Regions from separate parts of the Mus musculus genome. Here region 2 is linked to region 1. Evidence: chromatin contacts called from public Hi-C data. All regions are on one chromosome and are shown on one strand. Each heading gives the region's core, a stretch centred on a gene start, on an enhancer-like site or on the middle of the called end of the contact. The rest is flanking DNA. Distances are from core to core; before and after follow the strand shown.

What was found. Hi-C and Micro-C count contacts between places; a contact is called where the count stands out from the background.
Region 2: a contact with region 1 is called in a Hi-C map of bone marrow-derived macrophages, with 19 read pairs. The contact joins two enhancer-like sites. A contact is called at or near these places in 2 of 484 Hi-C or Micro-C datasets (bone marrow-derived macrophages and nephron progenitors) and 1 of 9 other capture datasets (embryonic stem cells).

Annotation. Positions count from the first base shown.
Region 1 is chr4:53,194,441-53,197,984 of GRCm38.p6, forward strand. No RefSeq gene overlaps it. Among named protein-coding and RNA genes, the nearest start is that of Lexis1, 22 kb to the right of the region's middle. Within about 2 kb of position 1,986, at least 288 of the 459 cell types and tissues checked have an H3K27ac peak or open chromatin away from gene starts, as enhancers often do. A contact at or near this core is called in bone marrow-derived macrophages, where this site is marked.
Region 2 is chr4:53,385,075-53,388,964 of GRCm38.p6, forward strand. The region is part of intron 2 of Gm12496 (a long non-coding RNA gene); the gene reads right to left. Among named protein-coding and RNA genes, the nearest start is that of Gm12496, 17 kb to the right of the region's middle. Within about 2 kb of position 1,462, at least 76 of the 459 cell types and tissues checked have an H3K27ac peak or open chromatin away from gene starts, as enhancers often do. A contact at or near this core is called in bone marrow-derived macrophages, where this site is marked.

The DNA of each region.
Region 1 (3,544 bases), core at 736-3,235:
GTATGTCTTTGACTGTTGGTGATAAAGGAAAAATGAAGAGTTGCGCTTCCATCCCCTCACCAGCTGCCTTTTTCTCAGAGTGCACCTGGTGTGAGTTTCTTCTCAGAGTGTACCTGGTGTGAGTTTCTTTGCAGCTTTCCCATCCACACCAACATTCTCTTTCATCTTACATTCTTATTTTGCTGTGGTGGTTGGGATTGGATAAAAATGAATATTTAATAGAAATGTTGATGGCCAGAAAACTGGCTCTGTCTGTGACTATAAGGAGAATAAATAAGAATTTTGTGAGAGTCTAAGTGTTTCCAAATATCATGAGTCTTGCTGTCTCCTGATTCAGAATGTATGGAGGGTTTGTTCTGGGCACAACGGCCATTCCAGTCATCTCCAAAATCACTATACATCAACTGTTATTTCCATTTTTCAGAGTGCCTATTGCTGGGCTACTGCACAAAAGGAATAAATAATAAATTATACATCGTATTAATTTTGGGCACAGTTGGCCAATTTCATATTATTCACAAAGGTCACACTGAACAGAACAAATGCACACAGAGGCATCAAGCAGACAAATCCAGAAGCAAAGGGGAAAACCTAATTCTAAAACTATTTTGCATTCAGGTCCGAAATTGGTTCCCTTAGAGGTCCTTACATTCTATTTGTTTGCAAAATTTAAAAAAGGGAGAGTTGGCAGCAGGGAGAGGTTGTTTATTAGTGCCAATAAGAACTCAGGGTTAGTTAGGAGCTGGGGTGGGAAGAGAGTTGGGGACGTCTTCACTTTCAGTGCCTTGAACCAATAAGATGCCAAGAAGAATCTGATCAGAGTAACTACCCAGCTCAAGGAAACCACTGTCATTGCTTTGTTAGAACCAATGGCACCTTCTAGAACAGTGGTTTCCAACCTTCCTGATGTTGTGACCCTTTAATCTAGTTGTTCATGTAGTGGTGACCCTCAATCATAAAATTATTTCGTTACTACTTCATAACTGTAATGTTGCTGGTGCTATGCATAGTATTGTAAATATGCAGGATACCTGATATGAGACCTCTATGAAAAGGTCTGGGGTGTGGGTGGGGGTAGGTGTGGGGGCAGGGTTGTGACCCCCAGGTTGAGAACCGATGTTCTAGACTATGCTACCAGAGAACATTTTTGTTGTTGTCTTCCTGTAAGAAAAAGCAAAGCAGTATTTGAAAGCGTTCTATTTGAAGAGTATGTCACAATGTAAATCATTTTTTAAAAATATGCACTTTGAAGGCATGCTATGTTTTAAAGACACTCCATTAGAAGAAGTAGAAAACGAAAGCAAAATTTTAAATCAAGTTTTTACTTTATCCACTGGTTCTCTTTAAAGAATTCCTTGTGGGTCACGCTGAGTCTTAATAAGTGGGACACTAAGTACTGCCTATGGATACCAGTAACAGAAAAACAATTGTGTTGACACAACAGGTTTTACAGATGGTATTTTCTAAGTTTTTTATTTGTTGAATGGACAACTTAGGATTTGTGGAGCTAGAGCTAGAGAAAGAGCTGATGAACTTCAAAACAGGCTTGGAATGCTTAACCGGTGTCCTTTCTAATGAACTGACTGCTAGTTCATTGACAACAGCAGATCTAAAAGGATTCTGCTCGCAGGCCTCCTGTGGCTGGAACACTCCAGCTGGCTAGCTCTGCAGAGATCTGGCCCCAAGAGGTCTCGCCGCTTTAAGCGTCCTAGGCCTTGGACACGCCCACCAGAAAGCCAAACACAAAGCGCGGTGTCTGCTGGAAGTTGTAGTTCCAGACCCTAGCAAGTCTTGACTCGTCCTCTCCTTCCATTTCATTGACTCTTAACAGACCACAGACTCTGAGACCGCTTCAGATTACGCATTGATCATTTCAAGGTATAAGATGAGAGGAATTTTCTTTAATCACCGGATCTGGGCGCTGCTGCTGCTGCTGCTTAGAAAGTATCTGGAAGGCGCGCATGCGCGTGAAGGTAGACAACACAGCCTCTGACTCCCCTAGAGCTGGGATGAAGGGGACTTAGGCCCTGTATATAGTAACAGTTTGTGATAGTGTGGTTTGCAGGTTGTGACGGAAACCGAGGAAGGCAGACGGTCACGTTAGGACCCCATCTGGACTTCTAGGACACTTCCACCTTCTAGTTGTTCCCAATTTGCAGAATTGCAGTTTTTTCCATATCCCTTCATCTCTTTATGGAAAGGCTTTCCCTGCGGCGTTGTGAAATCCTCAGCTCTTCAGCCAAGGCCTTTTAGCCTGCCTGGAATTCAAACTGTCTCTCCTTGCCAGCTTCAGGTCATTCCAGGCAGCAAAAGGCACGGGCTGTACAGGCGTTGCTACTGCTGCTCTTCCTCGTCTTGCAAAGCTGGAGCCAGCCAGATAGAAGCTTGGATACCTGAAGCTTAGAAAGTGTTTGGAAGGAACGCAAGCGATGCGCATACATGATAGATAAGTAAATGCATAGATTAGATGTCTTTAATTCTTAAAGGGCCTCTCATAGCTTTCCTGTGTTCTTTGAGGTGGCAATTGTTATGCAAAAGAGCGGGTGAGAATCTATGACTGTAGTCAGTGGCAGAACCGCCAAACTGAAAGTTGTAGGAGTTACAAATCTGCTTTTCCATCATATCAAAGTAGACAGAGCTAAAGGGGACCAAGGCTGCACCTGATGTTGACTGCCTTTCTGAATAGCCAGTCCAGACCACAGCCGCTCTTAAAGTAGTGAGCAATTGCCTTTCAGTGAGTGAATCTCCTTCCAGCAAATACAGAGGATGTTGCTTGGAGACATGCTTAAGACTGAGCAAACACGTTGTGCTGGACTCTGGAAAGAGAAGCATTAGATTTTAGCTAAGGGAGTGACCAGGTTATGCTCTAAAGTGCCCTTCATTTCTCAGAGAGAAGAGTGAGCCACACTGTCTGTGTATTTGCAATCTCCCATTCTGCAAATGTAGTGCTGTTATTCCTTGCATCAGCAATGCTAACACAAATGTCAAATAGGCATATAAGTGATGAAATCCCCTGGCCTTGTTGCCCATGTCTCTAACCTCAGCACTGGGAAGGCAGGCAAATAATAGATCTCTATGAGTTCTAAGTTAGCCTGCTCTATTATCATGAGTTCCAGGCCAGCCAGGGCCTCCTAGTGAGAATCCGTCTCAAACAACAACAAAAAACAAAGTGCAGGAATCCTCTATCTGCTCTTCAGGTTGCACCAGTGTGGGTCAGGAGAAGGAGAGATGAAAACAGAGGTGTAGATCATACAAAATCGAGGGGCAAGGCATACAGAGCTGCGTAGAAGAGGGTGTGCAGAAAAGCAGTATTTGTTATGAGGGGATCTCTGTTGAGCTTTTAATCAACTAATAAGAAGTTGTCACCCCAGAGCTCCCACATGAGTTCTGTCTGAGAGGAAAGGGGGCTGGTTATTTGATCTGCAGGTATGGGCACAAAATGCTCCTGTCTCCCTGGCGCTCACCTGGTGAAAGCAGACTGTACAGAGTCCCTGGCTCTCCTGAAATGTCTGTGGACCACTCTCTGTAAAAATGCCTTTTGAGT
Region 2 (3,890 bases), core at 212-2,711, 190 kb after region 1:
TGGCTGCCTGGAAGGAGTGACCCAGGAAACTGTCATTCCACAGGGAACCGTAGGCATGGCTAGCCAACTCAACGGTGCCAGCTACTTCAGTCAAGAAAAACAAAAGGACGGGGTCCAAGTGCTACTGAAGACTGTAGGAGATCAGCTAAATTGGGGGTTTGCTGTGTTTACAAACTCTCCCCCAAGAGTTCCAGAAATGTGAGCTGAGAGAAAATTTTATTTGCTAGAGAACACAACTAAATGATAGCATGTGCCAGGTTCTGAGTTCAACACCCAACCCACTATGAGAAGAAAAAAAGGGGAAAGAGGAGGAAAGGAAGGGAAAGGGGAGGGAAGGGGAGGGAGGAGAAGGGAAGAAGGGAAGGAAGGAGAGAGAGAAGAGGAGGCAATTTAATTTTCTGTGACAAAATAGTATTGTCACACAGTGCGAAAGAGCGTTGGATTCATCAGTGTAGTTTTATTTCCTGATAATGATTAAGCAAAACAAAAACTTGTGACACTAGAATGTCTCTACTCTGTCCTGGACCCCTCAAGGCTACTCTTTCTTGTCCTGCCTAAGGTACTCTTGTAGGAAATGAACACCGTGGAACTTGAGAGCATCAAAGGCAGCCGCCCCTCCTCTGCCTTCAACTAAAGCAATCCACTTAAGCAAAACTGGACTTAGTGGCTCTATTCCAGTCTATTCCAGCATACAGCCTGAGACCCGTGCAGCCCATCTGCCTCTTCTTAGTCTCTAGCATGTTATATTTTGTTTTAAAGAGTAGAGGCAGCTGAAGGTAGGTCCGTGCTCCCTCATCATGGGGGACCTTTCTGACCACTTGTTTAAGGAGTCTGGAAGCCATACTCCTCTCCTGTCTGGTATTTAAGACTGTGGTTCTGAAGGTCCCAGTTGGGGAAGGAGTATGCTTACTGTATGCTTGGCTCCAGGATGTCAGAAGAATCCACGCATCTCTCCTGACTCATTGGGACCCAAGGTGCCAAGCAGCCACATGGAGAGCAGCTTGTAAATGGGTCCCTCGGAGAAAAGGAAGAGAGGATTCTCTTTCCACCCTTCTTGGTGACAGTCCCACTTACAGGACATGGCTGTTAATCTTCCATAGGAAGTAGATGCTAATTCGGGCAGAGAGTGAAGAAGATATTACAGTGAAAAAAAAATAACCTACTAGAAACTTTGTGGGGAAAGGCTTATTACTTTTGGGTAACTCTGAAACATTTCGTTGCCTGCTTGCTTCTGTGCCACCAGCTGGCTTCCCATGGACCATAAACCCTCCAGGCACATTTAGTGTAAAACTGGTATACGTCTTCACTCATTCACTCTGGTGGCCACAACTGGGACATGACTCCATAAAAAGAGGAAGAGTCCCAGGGCAGCCACCAAGTCACTCACTGATAGCTACCCATTACTTCCTCTCCGTGGATTGTGGCTGCACCCCTTACCTTCCTATCAGACCTGACTTTTTTTCTGTCTCGCCTTTATCTCTGTGTTTCCATTTGGCAACCAAGCGTTCGTGAGCCAACAGCGCAGTCTAGGCCACACGCCAGCTCAGAGCAAACATTTAAAATTCATTAAGTGAATCTAACACTTTCTGCTTTGCTTCCAAATCACCATGTTCTCTCAGTTGGACGGGCTTGATCTCTCCCTTAATTTAGCTGCTATTTTTCTCTAGATGCTATCCTTTTCTATCCAAGACTGGCCACACAGATAAAGATGGCGACGCTCTTTCTTTTTTTTTTTTTTTTTTTTTTTTTTTTTTTTTTTTTTTTTTCCATTTTTTATTAGGGATTTAGCTCATTTACATTTCCAATGCTATACCAAAAGTCCCCCTTACCCACCCACCCCCACTCCCCTACCCACCCACTCCCCCCCTTTGGCCCTGGCGTTCCCCTGTACCGGGGCACACAAAGTCTGCGTGTCCAATGGGCCTCTCTTTCCAGTGATGGCCGACTAGGCCATCTTTTGATACATATGCAGCTAGAGTCAAGAGCTCAGGGGTACTGGTTAGTTCATAATGTTGTTCCACCTATAGGGTTGCAGATCCCTTTAGCTCCTTGGGTACTTTCTCTAGCTCCTCCATTGGGAGCCCTGTGATCCATCCATTAGCTGACTGTGAGCATCCACTTCTGTGTTTGCTAGGCCCCGGCATAGTCTCACAAGAGACAGCTACATCTGGGTCCTTTCGATAAAATCTTGCTAGTATATGCAATGGTGTCAGCGTTTGGATGCTGATTATGGGGTGGATCCCTGGATATGGCAGTCTCTACATGGTCCATCCTTTCATCTCAGCTCCAAACTTTGTTTCTGTAACTCCTTCCATGGGTGTTTTGTTCCCACTTCTAAGGAGGGGCATAGTGTCCACACTTCAGTCTTCATTTTTCTTGAGTTTCATGTGTTTAGGAAATTGTATCTTATATCGTGGGTATCCTAGGTTTTGGGCTAGTATCCACTTATCAGTGAGTACATATTGTGTGAGTTCCTTTGTGATTGTGTTACCTCACTCAGGATGATGCTCTCCAGGTCCATCCATTTGGCTAGGAATTTCATAAATTCATTCTTTTTAATAGCTGAGTAGTACTCCATTGTGTAGATGTACCACATTTTCTGTATCCATTCCTCTGTTGAGGGGCATCTGGGTTCTTTCCAGTTTCTGGCTATTATAAATAAGGCTGCTATGAACATAGTGGAGCATGTGTCCTTCTTACCAGTTGGGGCTTCTTCTGGATATATGCCCAGGAGAGGTATTGCTGGATCCTCCGGTAGTACTATGTCCAATTTTCTGAGGAACCGCCAGACTGATTTCCAGAGTGGTTGTACAAGCCTGCAATCCCACCAACAATGGAGGAGTGTTCCTCTTTCTCCACATCCTCGCCAGCATCTGCTGTCACCTGAATTTTTGATCTTAGCCATTCTCACTGGTGTGAGGTGGAATCTCAGGGTTGTTTTGATTTGCATTTCCCTGATGATTAAGGATGTTGAACATTTTTTCAGGTGCTTCTCTGCCATTCGGTATTCCTCAGGTGAGAATTCTTTGTTCAGTTCTGAGCCCCATTTTTTAAGGGGGTTATTTGATTTTCTGAGGTCCACCTTCTTGAGTTCTTTATATATGTTGGATATTAGTCCCCTATCTGATTTAGGATAGGTAAAGATCCTTTCCCAGTCTGTTGGTGGTCTTTTTGTCTTATAGACAGTGTCTTTTGCCTTGCAGAAACTTTGGAGTTTCATTAGGTCCCATTTGTCAATTCTCGATCTTACAGCACAAGCCATTGCTGTTCTGTTCAGGAATTTTTCCCCTGTGCCCATATCTTCAAGGCTTTTCCCCACTTTCTCCTCTATAAGTTTCAGTGTCTCTGGTTTTATGTGAAGTTCCTTGATCCACTTAGATTTGACCTTAGTACAAGGAGATAAGTATGGATCGATTCGCATTCTTCTACATGATAACAACCAGTTGTGCCAGCACCAATTGTTGAAAATGCTGTCTTTCTTCCACTGGATGGTTTTGGCTCCCTTGTCGAAGATCAAGTGACCATAGGTGTGTGGGTTCATTTCTGGGTCTTCAATTCTATTCCATTGGTCCACTTGTCTGTCTCTATACCAGTACCATGCAGTTTTTATCACAATTGCTCTGTAGTAAAGCTTTAGGTCAGGCATGGTGATTCCACCAGAGGTTCTTTTATCCTTGAGAAGAGTTTTTGCTATCCTCGGTTTTTTGTTATTCCAGATGAATTTGCAAATTGCTCCTTCTAATTCGTTGAAGAATTGAGTTGGAATTTTAATGGGGATTGCATTGAATCTGTAGATTGCTTTTGGCAAGATAGCCATTTTTACAATGTTGGTCCTGCCAATCCATGAGCATGGGAGATCTTTCCATCTTCTGAGATCTTCTTTAATTTCT